Regions from separate parts of the Sus scrofa genome. Here regions 2 and 3 are each linked to region 1. A link is a contact called in public HiChIP or PLAC-seq and promoter capture Hi-C data. All regions are on one chromosome and are shown on one strand. The core of a region is the stretch at or near the end of the contact, and the rest is flanking DNA. Distances in the headings are between cores, read along the strand shown.

What was found. Promoter capture Hi-C pulls out the DNA fragments that hold promoters and counts their contacts. HiChIP or PLAC-seq counts read pairs in DNA pulled down with a chosen protein or histone mark.
Region 2: a contact with region 1 is called in a promoter capture Hi-C map of fetal skeletal muscle, with 5 times the contacts expected there. The contact joins the promoter of AKAP10 here to the promoter of TTC19 in region 1. A contact is called at or near these places in 2 of 5 promoter capture datasets (fetal liver and fetal skeletal muscle) and 1 of 2 datasets of contacts at active chromatin or transcription factors (alveolar macrophages).
Region 3: a contact with region 1 is called in an H3K27ac HiChIP or PLAC-seq map of alveolar macrophages. The contact joins the promoter of SPECC1 here to the promoter of TTC19 in region 1. A contact is called at or near these places in 1 of 5 promoter capture datasets (liver), 10 of 47 Hi-C or Micro-C datasets (alveolar macrophages, blood, embryonic fibroblasts and 7 more) and 1 of 2 datasets of contacts at active chromatin or transcription factors (alveolar macrophages).

What each region holds. Positions count from the first base shown.
Region 1 is chr12:59,416,033-59,420,901 of Sscrofa11.1, reverse strand. It overlaps TTC19 (tetratricopeptide repeat protein 19, mitochondrial), which reads left to right and starts at 2,081. Exons shown (of 10, transcript XM_021066288.1): 1 at 2,081-2,280; 2 at 2,351-2,487; 3 at 4,536-4,646. The coding sequence starts at 2,106. ZSWIM7 (zinc finger SWIM domain-containing protein 7) reads right to left here and starts at 1,997. Exons shown (of 5, transcript XM_021066289.1): 1 at 1,860-1,997. The coding sequence starts at 1,950.
Region 2 is chr12:59,729,790-59,734,658 of Sscrofa11.1, reverse strand. It overlaps AKAP10 (A-kinase anchoring protein 10), which reads right to left and starts at 2,342. Exons shown (of 14, transcript NM_214138.1): 1 at 2,290-2,342. The coding sequence starts at 2,311.
Region 3 is chr12:59,703,677-59,708,545 of Sscrofa11.1, reverse strand. SPECC1 (cytospin-B) reads left to right here and starts at 2,944. Exons shown (of 15, transcript XM_021066294.1): 1 at 2,944-3,014.

The DNA of each region.
Region 1 (4,869 bases), core at 832-3,331:
AAGACCTGAGAAAACTGAGCTGGAAGCTGTCAATGGGGAAAGCCAAGCAACAACCTGATTTACACCTCAAAATCTAGTAACCCCCCCAAAAAAATACCTCAGAAACGGGTGGCACCAGACAGTTCTGGAGGTCTTTGAAAGCAAGTTTAAGAAGCTAGAAGGTAGTAAAATAACACTTTGAGATGTCTGAAGAAATATATCCAACATATAATTCAATACCTAGCCAAACTGTCAATTAAGTGTGAGATGGGAAAACAACTTTTTCAGACATGCACAGCCTCAAAAAGTACATCTTGTACTCTTCTTCTGGAAGCTACAGAGTATGTGCTCTATAAAATAAGGCAGTAAACTAAGGAAAAGAAAACTGTAGCATAGGCGTTCCCGTTGTGGCTCCGCAGTAACAAACCCAACCAGTACCCAGGAGGATGTAGTCCCTGGCCTTGCTCAGTGGGCTAAGGATCCAGCATTGCCGTGTGCTGTGGGGCTTGGGTCCCGAGCGGCTGCGGCTGTGGCGTAGGCCAACAGCTGTAGCTCTGATTCGACCCCTAGCCTGGGAACTTTCATATGCTGTGGGTTTGGCCCTAAAAACGCAAAAAAAAGAAAAAAAGAAACTGGAGGATATACTAAATTTAAGGCCCAACTTAAGTAAAGGGAATTTCCTTAGATGATGGCAAAGGGCGGTCAGGAGAGAGGCCACTCCATATGAGTGTGCCCCAGGAAGCTCTGGGGGTGACTTCTACAGGAAAAGGAAGTTGCTAAGACATTTTATTCATCCTAACAGCTTGAGTAGATATTTAGAACGCTGGTATATTGAGTGAGGGAAAAAGGCATAGAAAAGTAAACAAGCAAACAAACACAGTTTTAATTCCAGAGAAAGCAGAAAGTTACAAGAAAGAAAAAGTAATCATAGCTTTGTCCATGACTCAGCGGTAGCTAGATTTTTTCCATCATCAGACATGTGTAAACTCAGGCTACTGATCTACAGAAATGATCATTACAGGACGGGGGTCAGGAAACTAGTCTAAAACACAAGTTTTTGAATAGCAGAAAACGACTCTGCTGAAAAAGAACATGAATCAGTGGTGGTGGTCCCTCTGAGTCACGAGCATCAGGGCACCCACCGTGCCCCCTTCAAGACCCTCGCAAGTGCACAGATGAATCCATTGCGATAGAGCCCATTTCTGGCAGGCAGCGTTTGAGCTGACAACGGATTGGCTTTCCCCCATCCTTCTGCGGATCAGAAAGTGTTTGAACACCTGGCTGCCCTAATCGCTGAAGCCTATCCGCTGCTTTAGTTTTAACGAGAAAGTTTACTTTAAACGAGAAAGCAAAAGTTGGCTTCCTTTTCTCAATTCTTTAACAACAGTAACAAACACTTTTCAAAGTGCAGCCCTTTTCAAACAAAAGCCATGCAAGTGAACAAGCAGGGGCAGTTCTGAGGCCACTGAGACGTTGGCTGAGCAGCCCGACGGCGGCGATGCACTGCGGTCACTTTGGGCAGGATGCTCTCATACAGGTGTGAGCACGCGGACGCCGCCGAGGTCGGCCGGGCGCCCGGGAGCCTGGTCACAGAGCATCCTCTGCTGGTCAGAGAACGAAGGCACGGTCACAGTGCCCAGCTGTTCTCCAGTCACTGCGTCCGCACACGGGTTCGCAGCCCTAAAATATTTATTCGCTGAACAAGGTGTATGCGAGGATTAATTTCAGCGAGTCTGGACTCTTAAAAGGGCTGCAGTGGAGGCGAACAGGCCGGAACCTCCCTCCCGGGGACTCCGGCCCCGGACCCCTCGACCGGCCCCCCGCCCCCGGACCCTTGCCGCCCGCCCAGCCCAGCCCAGCCCAGCCCAGCCCAGCCCTACTCGGTGCGCCGTCCCGCACCGCCGCCGCCATCTCGCTCAGCAGCTCTTCCACCACAGCGGGCAGCGTAGGAACCCCCGCTGCCACCGCCATCGCCGCTTCCGCACCAGCCGGGGGCGGGGCGAGCGCGGGGACGTCAGCGTGCGTCCCGGCGCACGCGGGCGTCGGGGCCAATCCGACGAGCGCTCGACGCGGGGGCGGGACTTCCGGGGCCTTGGGCCGCAGTGCGCAGAGGACGCGGCGCAGCCATGTACCGGCTCCTGGGCGTGGGCCTGGCGCGCGGCCTCCTGCGGGCGGCTGGGCGGCAGCGCGGGGGTCGCCCGGCGCGCCTGCCGCCGGGGCCGGTGCGGAGTCGGGTGGACGTGCCGCCGCGCCTAGGGGTGCCGCGCGGCCGGGGTCCGGGGCTGCTGCCGCTGTTGGCAGGTGAGGGGCGTGGGCCGGGCGGGGGCCGGGCGCGGGCCGGGCGCGGTGACTTCAGAGCCCCTTCCCGCAGCGCTCGCCTGGTCCTCGAGGCCCGCCGCGGCGGAGCGGGAGCGAGAGCGAGAGCGGCGGGGCGAGGGCGAAGCAGCGGCCGAGGACGCGGCGGCCGAGGCGGAGGCCGAGATCATCCAGCTGCTGAAGCGAGCCAAGGTGAGGCGGCGGCGGCGGCGGCGGGGCCCCCGGTCACCGGGGCGGGTGAGGAGGCGGGAGGCCCCCCGTCCTGGGGGTGCCTGTCAGACGCCGCAGCCGGCTCGGGGCGCCGGGCCACAGGTGCAGGTGCTGGTGCAGCGCGGGCGGAGCTGTCTATCCAGACGGAGTTAGCGGGACGTTTGGAGCTGGAAGGGCGGGCAGGGAGGAAAATGCGCCTCGGTGTGGGTTATGCGCGATTTAGTTCTCTTATTCCCAGACAGTCCTCTCTGGCATCCTCTCCCGGGTTTCCGCACCGCTTCCCTTGGGCTCGTTGACCGCCGCCTCGGGGCCGACGTCATGCACACTTGCGCTCCCAGGCTGCGGGGTGCCGCCGGCTTCACCTGCCAAAAGCTAACCTTTGATCTTAAGGGCCTCCCCGACATCTTGCTTCTCCATCTCCTCTTTACGGCCATCCCCCCGTGTTCGTAGTCATTCTTAGAACCTGGCATACCTAACCATCACTCCCCGTACAGAGTCCAGCCACAAGTCCTTAGAGGATGTTGCCATCAAATCCAAACTATTCGGCAAACCTGTCCCCTTCTGTGTCTCTCTTCTGCTGTCACCCTAGCCGCACGGCCGCAGCCTGCTCCCTCCTACTGCCTCCTTGCCATCCATTCTCCAGGCAGCAGCCAGAGTGGGTTTTTTTCCTTTAATTTTTTTTTATATTTTTCAATTTTATTTTATTTTTTAGGACCATACCGGCAGCATGTGGAGGTTCCCAGGCTAGGGGTCGAACCGGAGCTGCAGCTGCCGGTCTTTTACTACAGTCATGACAACACCAGAACTGAACTGCATCTGTGTCCTACAATGCACCTCACAGCAACACCAGATCCTGAACCCACCGAGCAAGGCCAGGGATCGAACCCTCACCCTGGTGGATACTAGTTGGGTTCTTAACCTGCTGAGCCCCAAGGGGAACTCCCTCTTTTTTTTTTATTTGTTGTTTTTATGTGAATCAGATCATATCCCTTCCTTCCCCCAAAACTTGGGACGCCTCTCCTGTGCATTTAGGGCAGAATCAAACTCCTTGCTGTGGCCTGTGGGGCCTTTCGTGAGCCACCCCACACTGCCTCCGTGTTTGGCAGTAATCCTCTGGCTCATCGCGCTCCTTTCACATGTTTCCTTTCCTCCTAGCCGTTTACTTTAGCGGGGGGGGGGGGGGGGGGCGGCCTTTGTGTGCTTCTCTGTGTTTGGGTCGTTTTCCCCACAGTCCCTTATTTGCTGGATGCTGTCTCTTTCTTCTTATGCCAGTTTAACTGCCACTTCCTTGGAAGGCTTCTCTGACTCCCATTTCGAGGAAACCTCTCCATGTTCTTTTCTGTTGCTTTTCTTTGTAGCTTTTGTCACAAGTTGTAATGAAGCTTAGTGGTCCTACAGGGTCACGTCCAGCTTTCAGGAAGAGAGAAAGAGGACGGAGGGCCAGCAGCTTCCTTATAAGATATGATAAGAATTTGCTTACAGGAGTTCCCGTCGTGGCGCAGTGGTTAACGAATCCGACTAGGAGCCATGAGGTTGCGGGTTCGGTCCCTGCCCTTGCTCAGTGGGTTAACGATCCGGTGTTGCCGTGAGCTGTGGTGTAGGTTGCAGACGAGGCTCGGATCCCGCGTTGCTGTGGCTCTGGCGTAGGCCGGTGGCTACAGCTCCGATTCGACCCTTAGCCTGGGAACCTCCATATGCTGTGGGAGCGGCCCAAGAAATAGCAACAACAACAACAACAACAAAAAGACAAAAGACAAAAAAAAAAAAAAAAAAAGAATTTGCTTACATTCCTGCAGTGTGCATCTACGGGCTGCAGTTTTGTCATATGGCCACGCAGAGTGGCGGTGGAGGCTGGCCTCCCAGTCACCGTTATTGGCGAGGGTCTGGAGCCCAGGAGGAATTAAGGGAACACGGGATGAATGAGTAGCTTCCTTCTGTGTATTCAGCTGTGCCCACTTCTGTCTGGCAGCACCTGCACTTGCTCGCTTGGTATGTCATTTTACATTATTTTCTTTGTTTTCTCTTTGCAGTTGTGCATCATGAAAGATGAGCTAGAAGAGGCGGAGCTAATTTTGCACGACGCCCTTCGTCTTGCTTTTAAGAGTGATAACAAGAAGGCCATCACTTACACTTACGATTTGGTAACTCTTCTAACCAGCTGGAGCCACTGACAGTGGAGGGTGGAGCAGCAGAAGGGTTGTTTGCTGTCCTAATTCATATTCTTGACCAGCAGGATGTCCTAAAGCTCTCTGGTTTTTGTTTTTACTAAGCTTCCTTTTGGTTTCCTCTTTTAATAACCCTTGGGGTTTCACTTATAAGACTCGGGAGTTCCCTGGTAGCCTAGTGAGTTAAGGATCCGGCGTT
Region 2 (4,869 bases), core at 1,093-3,592, 310 kb before region 1:
GAACACGGGGCCGAGCTGACTGAGGCCACGGACAGGAAGCCCAGGAGGAATCTGCCAGAGGTGCGGCAAAATACACCCGAGGGGTCAAGAATGGAAGAGGGGAAACCAAACTGAAGCCTATGGCAAAATACTGCTTCCTCCATCTTCAGAAATCTGGCTTCCTCTTCCCATTCAGGCTGAGATATGAATGCCACCCCCTCAGAGGGTACCCTTCACCACCCAACCTAAACAGGGACGACCGCCAAGACCAGGACCTCAGCGTCGGGGATGGTGAGAAGTGGCTGGACCTAGATATGTTCTGGGGTAGACCTAACAGGTGTGCTGACGGATCAGATGTAGAAGCGAAAAACAGGGCTCAAGAAGGCACTGGAGTTTTGGCCTGAGCAATTAAAAGGCCAGGAATACAATTGACTGAGATGAGAAAAACTGAGGAACAGGCTTAGGAGGACTAAAATTAAATGTCAGATGCAGTAAGCTAAAGACTTATCTCTTAGTCTACCTATTAGACATCTGTTAGACACAGGTCAAAAGTGGACCCAACGCTGGGTAGAGTCTGGATTCAGGGAAGAGCAGCCAAGCTGGAGATGTAAGCCTGGGAGTCATCAGCAGACAGGTGGTATTTCAAGACGGTATTTAGAGACTGGAGGGGAGCCCTAAATAGGACCATCTCCAGTTTCTATTCCTGCCACATCTAGTCTCCAAAAAGCATCCAGAAGCATCTTTTTAAAACATAAAATCATTCCTTTTCAAAATTTTAAAAGCAATATTGCCTCTGCCCTTGAAATAAAACCGAACTATGACCTACAAAGCTCTGAAGCACCTGATCCTTGTCTACCTCCCTAAGCCCGAGTCACTGGGGCTGCTTTTCTTTCTTGAAGGGCACCAAACTCTTGCCGCCCCACCTTTGCACGTGCCATTCTCTGCACCTGGAGTCACTCCTGCCGTTCCCTCAGCTCTAAGTGTCAAGGTCGCCTGCTGAGGCCTTTGACTAATAATATCAAAGGGAAATACGTCTCTTCTCAAATTCTCTTTTTCATAACACTTTACTCCATTTGTAAATGGGGGCGGGAGGGGGGATTTATTGTCGTCTAAACCTTCAGAGAGCGAGCTCCATGGATACAGGGACTTGGTCTCGTTCAGGGCCCAACACTGAGGGCCCAGCACAGTGCCTGGCAAACAGGAGACATTCCAAAGTATTTACTGAATAAAGAGAGACAAGAGTCTATTGTACAACATACAATTTGCCTCATTATACACAGAACGCCTTCCTTTCCCATTTAAAAAATAACCCCCCACGAACCATCTTCACACTGTCAAACAAACCAGAGAGCTAAGTACACCAAGATACCTCACCAATAAAGCTCCCTTGTACCATTTTGCTGGTTTCATTCATTCACATCTGTTTTCATTCACTCATCACATGGCATCAGTTACTAAAAGTGTGTGTGCTTAAAAAGGAATTCTTTAATTTATAGAGTTGAACGGGGCCTTTGGGAATCGCCTAATGCTCAGCTGAGAGAGGAAAGTGGGTTGACATTTTTCTGTCCCAGGTGACAGAGTTAGGAGCAGAGCTGTCATCTGACTTGGTACTTTCCCCCAAACCCATTTTCCTCTGGCAAATTTTCTCTGAAGAAAGAGGAATCCATGCAGGAACCACTATGGTCCCCAAAGACCCACACCTGTTCCCTCTGGATACGAATCCTTAACGAAAGGCCAACAACCCTGCGCAGGCTCAAAACCAAGCGGCCTCTACTTTAACACTGGGCAGAAAATCAGAAACGTAAGTAATCTGTGTGTAAAGTCAGGGTTCCAGTAAACTTCGTAAACTTGCTAAGTCATCAAAAGAAGGAGCCTTCATTAGGGAAGTTTCAGGTGTAAGCAACGCCGTTCTGGGAACAGCAGACTCCCCTCCCCCGCAAAGGAGAAACTGGAAAAGAGCACTAGTTGCAGCAGGCAGTTTTTTCACGTGTTGCTTTGAGACGTAAGCCCCTCCGAGGTCCGAAAAGTCTGAGACTTCCGCAACCCGGGGCTGAAGGAATTTCCTTCTCCTCGCGCACGGACGCGCGCGCACGACCCGAAACGCTCTCGGTCCGCACGAGGCAGCGCGGCGCGCGGGGCCGGGCAGCGCTCGGGGGCCGGGGAGGCGACGGCCGTCCGGCCGCCCGCACGGAGGCCCGCTCCGGCCGCGCCGCCCGCAGCGCCCGGCCTCGCCGCCGCCCGAGGACCCGGCGCCGCCGCCCGCCGCCCGCCGCCCTAGGCCCGGCCCCCGCCGCCCGCGCCCCTCGCTACCTTTCCGCCGGAAGAAGGACATGGCGGGGCCCGGGTCGGGGCGGAGGGCGCGGGGGGACTGGCGCGGGGAGGGCCCGGCTCCCCTCATTCAGCAACCGGCCCGGACTTCCGGGTGCGCAGCGGCTGCCGCACTAGCCCGACAGGAGCCGCTTCTTCCGGGTGTGGGCCCCGCCGCCTCCTCCAGACGCCCGGGCAGCTCCCGCCGCCATATTATCAACAAGCCGCCCGCCCCGAGTTCCGGTCCTTCCCCGCGCGGGGCTTCACGGGAGGCCGCGCGCTGGCCCCGCCCCCGCCCGCGGTGGGGCGCGCGCCCGCGCCGCCCACGTGACGCGCGCGCGCGCCCTGCGCCCGGCGCGGGCCCCGCGGCCCCAGCCCAGCCAGAGGCGCCCAGGCGGTGCCCCTGCCCCGGCCAAGAGTGGCCCGGGCACCCACGGCCACGGCGATCGCACGCCGTGCCCCCAGCAGGGGGGGGGGGTGACTCGGCAAGCGGACTCGGTGGCACCCACCTCCTTGCTTTCCCGCCACCTCGGCCTTGGAAGGGAGAGTGGGCTTATTTCAGGACACGAGCCCTGAGAACGCTCAGCGGCATGAAAGCCTCGCCAGTAGTTATCAGGGGGACTCCGGCGGGTCATCCTGCGAGCCTTGTTCAAATGCCATTTTCCTCTGAACCTTCTGACCTCCCTCTACCCCAAAGCAGAGTGGCGGACCCTTCACCCCAGGGCTGGGCAATCCCTGCAGCCGGGTGCTCCAGCGGAGGAAGAGCCTGGAGGTCGTAGCAAATCGATACATGGGTCCTTCACATCAATGAAGCAGGCCAGGTGAGGTCCGGAGAGAAGAGGCACCTGGGCCAAAATTATTCAGCGTGTCGGTGTTGAGTCTGCAGTCGAGACTATAACCAGCACGCAGGGTCTTCTCACCCATGCAATCATAGCAGGTTAATAGCTGTGTCTGGGTTCGGGGCATGTAAGGTAGTCACAGCTGATACGTGTTGAAAGTACTACACGCAGGTACTGCGCCGGCCCCTGCAGGTTGATGGTGGTCCTTGGAGTTACCTTAGTGTAGGAGGAGCCAGGCACGGTAAAATAACCTCCCCAAGCTCACAGCCTAACTGGGGGTGAGGGCTAGGTCTCAGAGCTGGGGAGCTGTCTCCAGAGCCAAGGGCATGCCTCTTGGGGAGAGTGTCCGGGCGGGAGCAAGAGACTGGCCGTGCCTCTGGACGCCCGAGGCTGTCCTCGACCTGAGCAGGTTCTGAGAGTGGATGTCTGTCCGACCGTGTCCTCCCGCCGCAGCCGAGGCTGCAGAGGGTGGGAGCGGCGCCCCTGTGTGAGAAGTTCGTCCACACCAGCCTGGCTCAGGGGGACCCCTCTGCGGCCCGGCGGGTAAAACCCTGGATCCTGTCCCCTCTCCCCGGAAAGGGAGACTGGATGACGTCAAGGACGAGCGGGGCTGGGATGGGCCTCGGTAGGCTCCCCGCTGGATCGGTGTAAGGGGTCCGAGGCATCCAGCCGGGAGCCTGAGCACAGGGCGGCTGCACCCCAAGCAAAAACGTGTGCCGCCCCCTCTCCTCCCCTTGAGGAGTCCAAAACCCCTTGGCGGGGGGGTGTTTCGTATTTGTTGACTGGTTCGTTGGTTGGGATGGATGGAACAGAGGAGCAAGAAATGCCCCGAATATCTCCGGGACAGAAGCAGCGCCCAGGGGTGTGCGGGGAGCGCTGCGGCCTCTCGGAATCTCCTTCCTCTTTCTAACTCCGCGGAGAAGCGACGGAAAAGGGTCCTGCGGGGTCTTCCAGGGTGACCTCTCCCCGCCGCGCAGAAATTCTGCAGGTGCCTGTATTCCTGAGACAGCGGAATGCGTCCCAGTCAGCTAATAATAGCTGTCATCATTTAGTAAGCCCTTCTCACCTGCTCTCAAGGACTGAGTGATTTATAATCATAACCTCTCACAATCTTTTGCTTCCCCCGCACAGAAGCCCCTGTGAGGTGGCTGCCCTCATTATTCCCATTCACATGGGATGACCCGGAGGCTCAGGGCAATGTAGTCGGGATCGCAAGGCTAGAAGCGGGTAGAGACAGGATTCCAGGCAGGGTGAGTCTGACTCTGAAGCCATTTGCTTATACCACTTCCTCCACCTGCTGCAAATACCCTTTTATCCCACGTTCCCGCTTGGGGCGTCTATTGGGCCAGCAGAAGGGGATGAGGGACCTGTAGCAAGGCAGATGCCGCCTGAATCATCACCCATTAAAGTGTTAATAAGCTTAGGGACGCTCTAAGAGTATTATCACTTAATCTTTTGGAATGCAGTGATCCCCCTGTGAATAGAGTTAAACCCAGAATATCCAAATAAACAAGACTATTCCATTAGCCTGAATACCCAGTTGTGACAAATTGATACTTTGCATTACATTTCTCAGTTAATTTATTAGAGCCGCTTTAATTTCCATGCAAAACAAATTTAATTTTTGGAAAATCAGATACATTTTTACCAGAAGGAATTGCTTTCATTATGTTCCTAATTTTAAGAGACTCCTCACAGTCGTTTTATCCAAGTCGTGTTAATTACAGCCAATCAGTGAGGTAAA
Region 3 (4,869 bases), core at 1,695-4,194, 290 kb before region 1:
ATGAGGTTTTGGGTTTGATCTCTGGCCTTGCTCAGTGGGTTAAGGATCCGGTATTGTCGTGAGCTGTGGTGTAGGTCACAGACGTGGTTCAGATCCCCCGTTGCTGTGGCTGTGGTGTAGGCCGGGGTCTACAGCTCTGATTGGACCCCTAGCCTGAGAACCTCCCTATGCTATGGGTGCAGCCCTCAAAAGACAAAAGACAAAAAAAGGTGTATACACACACACACACACACACACACACACACACACACACACACACACGCGCGCACACGGTGTATATATATACAAAATGAGAAATCAGAGGAAAATTAAAAAGTTCCCAAGAGGAGTTCCCGTCGTGGCGCAGTGGTTAACGAATCCGACTAGGAACCATGAGGTTGCGGGTTCGATCCCTGCCCTTGCTCAGTGGGTTAACGATCCGGCATTGCCCTGAGCTGTGGTGTAGGTTGCAGACGCGGCTCGGATCCCGAGTTGCTGTGGCTCTGGCGTAGGCCGGTGGCTACAGCTCCGATTCGACCCCTAGCCTGGGAACCTCCATATGCCGCGGGAGCGGCCCAAGAAATAACAACAACAACAACAAAAAAAGACAAAAAAAAAAAAAAAAAAAAAAAAAAGTTCCCAAGAGACTGCCTTGCTCCGCTTCATGGAAATGCTCGTGAACTGGATAATTTGTTTTGAGTTGATCAAAATTACTTCTACAAGGGTTTTCAATTTCTAAATTGTGAAATTACCACAGAAGAAATGAAGTTATCGAAGAATTGTTCTCCCCGAGGAAAGCATGGGGCCCACACGTTTGGACCTGAACAGTGATCAAACCGCAGAGAACAGAAAGATGTAATGCTATTCCAGTTGTTCCAGAGTAAAAGCCAAGAACAAAGCTTCCAAGTGTTTTAGGAGGTGAGCATAACCTTGATTCTGAAAACCAAACAATATTAGACATCAGAAAGAAAATTAGAGTCCAGTCTCATTTTTAGATACGGAAGTAAAAAATCTGAAAAGTATTAGCAAACAGGATCAAGCCCCAATTTAAAAAAGTATATTCCAGGCATGAATTAGATTTTTTTGTTAGGAATTTACTGTAGCCAAGGCAAGCTTTTCAGGGTTAGGCTCTCTGCTGCCGCAGGGCGTGATCAGAGGCCAGGCCGGATGTCTTCTCAGCCCACCTGCCGAAGGCGGTGAATTCTCTGGTCCTGAGGCTCTGTCTTCTTTTTTCCATCCCTGTTTCCATCAGTGACCTTCCAAGACCCGAGCCTTCCCCCGTGTCCCCAACCCCCTATTTCTGGCTCTGGATCTAGCGCCCTTCTCTCCCCTCCTCCCCTCTGCAAACCCACCTCCCAAACCCAGCCCGCGTCGACCTAGAATCCTCTGGAACGTCTGTTCCACCACCTGCAGATCCCTCTTTATCCTCATACACTCTGACTCGCTCCACTTCTCCACTTCTGCCTCCATGGGAGCACGGACCCCCCTGGGCACCCCTGAGGCCACCTGGGTCGGCTCTTCGCTAAGGGGCCAGCCCACGCCTGCCCTGCGCTTGTATCTGCGCTTCCCCGGTCTCTCTCTGCTCTCTCACTCACTGGTCACGTTCACTCAGAGCGGCTAAGGGCCCGGCTGTGTGTGTAGCGGGTTTCCACGTCCAGGGGCATGGCCTTGGTGTCTCATTCTCTCCACTCCTCCCCCACCGTCTGCACAATGGATATAAAGGCACTCAGTGACCCTGCCTCTGCTCCCCCCACGTCCATCCCACATCCTCACCTGACCATCCTCTTCTCTAACCGCAAGCTCCTCTCCAGCTTGGCTTTTCAATTATTCCAATAAGATAAGTGAATCTCTGACTCCATCAAAACCTCCAGTCTGCGGGATGCTTCTTTGTTGGGGGCCCCGGCCCGTGATTGCACCTCTGGCCTCCACCCACTAGATGGCGGTGGCACCCCAAGTGTGACGACCGCATTGTGTCCAGACACGGCCAAGTCCTCCTGGGTGGGGGTGGGGCAAGTGGCCCCCAGGAACCTCTAGTTCCGCCTCATCCCTCCACGTGTGCCTGGGGTTTCCCCTGCCCCCTCCCACATATACAGCTTTTCAGGAGTCACCGGGTGTGAGATGCCTTTTTCTCTCCTGTGTAGTCTGCCCCGCCTTCTCAACTGGGTTCTTTTCATAAGTACTTAAGCGTCTTTAAACAACCCTCCCTCAGCAGCTGCCAGGGAGCCCGGTAACCAGCACCTGTCCTTCCCCTCCCCTCACGTCCTGAGGGGTTGGTACCTCCCTGTGCCCTTCCTCCCTCCGTCCCATCCTCCTTCCCTCGGCCAAGGATGAGTCTGTCCTGCCGACCCTGCAAGCTCCCACCAAGGTCTTAAGTGACTTCCCGGGTGATACATGCAGTGGACACCGGGCGCACTGGAGCAGAACCAGAGGAGGGCAGAGAGGATCCCGAGTTTGGTGTTGATCCTGTTGAGGCTGAGTGTCTCAGAGGCATCCTAGAGGAGATGCTGGGTGGACACTGAGCCATGAGGGCTGGAGCGAGGGAGGAGGTGTGGGCCGGCAGCGCACCCGGGAGAAGACAGGTGTGTGACCATGTGCGTGTAACCGATGCCACAGCTGAGATGGGGGGAGGTGTACAGCGGTTCTCAAACTTGAGGGAACCTCAGACGCACGGGAAGGGCGTGCAAAATGCAGTTCTCAATACAGCAAACCCTGCGTAGCTTCGGTGGGAGGGAGCGTTTGCGTTCCCACCAGGTCCCCAGGCGGCGCTGAAGCTGCTGGTCGGGTACCATGCTGGGCCGCCCGGGTACCGAGCTCTGCGGTCCGGGTATCACGCGGAGCTGCGCAGGTACCCGTGGGCGGCTGGCGACGCAGAACCGCGGGACCACATCTCCCAGGCTGCCCCGCGCGGCGCGCGCGCGCGCCCCCTGCAGGCGCCTCGGGGCGGCGCTCGGCGTCCGGAGCCCCTCGGGGAGTCCGCGAGGGAGCGCGGGAGCCGCGGCGGCTGCGGGCTGCGGGCTGCGGAGCCGAGCGGGCCGGTGAGTAGGGGCCGCGCCAGCTGCGGGGTTCTCGCGCCTCGGCCGTGTCGTCTTTGCAGGGTGCGGGTCCAGGTCCGGGGTGCGGATCCAGGTTCCGGACGCGGGGTCCGGGTGCGGGGCGCCGGGCTGCCCCTCACAGGGGCGGCGTCCTGCCCGCCCAGTCCGGGCGGCGGGACCCGTGTCGCAGGTGGCGCGGCAGGTGGCCGGCCTCCCTCCCGGGCCGAGGTTGTCCGTCGCGCAAGACGGCGGCCGGTGCTGCGGCCCCGGGCCCGGACCTGCGGACCCCTGGCCAGGTCCCGGCGGCCCCGCTGGAGCTGTCCGGGGTGCTGCGTGGCGGGGCCCGCGTGGCCGGTGGGATCCGGGCTTTGCGGGGCCGTGGGCGCCGTTGCGCTGGGGGAGGGGGCTGCGCGGCGCACCTGGAGCCCTGGCGCCGTTTGGATGCCCGATGGCCCGGGATGCGCCGCCGGTCAGGAACGCCGCGGGGACGCCTCCTCCCTGCGCATCCTGGGAGCACAGTGAGTTTTTTATGCCTTTTTTTTTTTTTTTTAAGCAAGTTGGAGCCTGCATATCTTATTTTTCTTTTGTGCGCTCTGCATTTGCCAGCAGGTAAGTTTATATAATAAGCGGTGTACGGTTAGAAAAACGCGTTCCGGGGAAGCTGCTCTCCCTTGCCCTCTATCGGCAGAATTTTTCGGGCTGCTTGACATGCTTATCCTTGAGCAACTGCGGTCGCTGCAGGCAGCAGATAAAAGTGCCATTGAGTCGTCACAACTCAGTCCTCGGGAGCGAATTTTGGTTTCAGAAGAATTTTGTTATCTAGTTTCAAACAAGCTGTCGTTTTACTTAAGATGGGGAACCGGGGGGTGGGGTAGGGGGGAGCAAAGCCTGTCAATCCTGATGCCTTCCTTTACAGAAAATAGTTTCACAGGATCAACTCTCAAAATAAGCAAGTGCAATTTGGTGCCCAAAACTAGATCTGAAGCCTCCAGATTGAGCTCTATACGTTTTAATAGGGTTCCCGTTGTTTTGTGTGTCTGTTGTCCGTAGACAGTTTTCTCTTCTGTTAAGAAACAGCAGATGCTCTAACCTTTGCACTTTCTCATCTTCGATCGGCAGTGTTTTTTTTTTGTTTGTTTGTTTGTTTTTGTCTTTGCTATTTCTTTGGGCCGCTCCCGCGGCATATGGAGGTTCCCAGGCTAGGGGTCGAATCGGAGCTGTAGCCACCAGCCTACGCCAGAGCCACAGCAACGCGGGGTCCGAGCCGCGTCTGCAACCTACACCACAGCTCACTGCAAGGCCGGATCGTTAACCCACTGAGCAAGGGCAGGGACCGAACCCGCAACCTCATGGTTCCTAGTCCGATTCGTTAACCACTGCGCCAGGACGGGAACTCCGGCAGTGTTGATTATTAAGGTTAAATAGTCTTGGACTTGCTTTTAGGGGGATGCTCCCGTGTATCCTCACTAAGTATCTTCTTTATCAGATTACGTTTCCATTTTGTTGAGCCCCTCTCCCCCAAGTGCGTTTTTAAAGGACCGTGTTGACGGGACCGTGTAGTTTTTTTCCTTAATCTTGTTAACGGAGGTGATTATACTGCTAGCTTCTCTGACTCTAAAATCCTAGGATAATTTAAAGTGCACATTTGGGTTGTTTGATAGATTCAATTAGCGAACGTTTTTTATGTAGGATTTGGGCGTCTGTGTTTATAAGTGAGCTTGGCCTCTATTTGTTCCACCCTCCTCGCATTTTGCCTGAGCTCATATTCAAGGCTATGCTGCCCTCCCTGATGAAGTGGGGAGACCTGCCATCATTTTCTATGCTCTGGAACAGAAGAATGATCTGTTCCTTGAAGTGT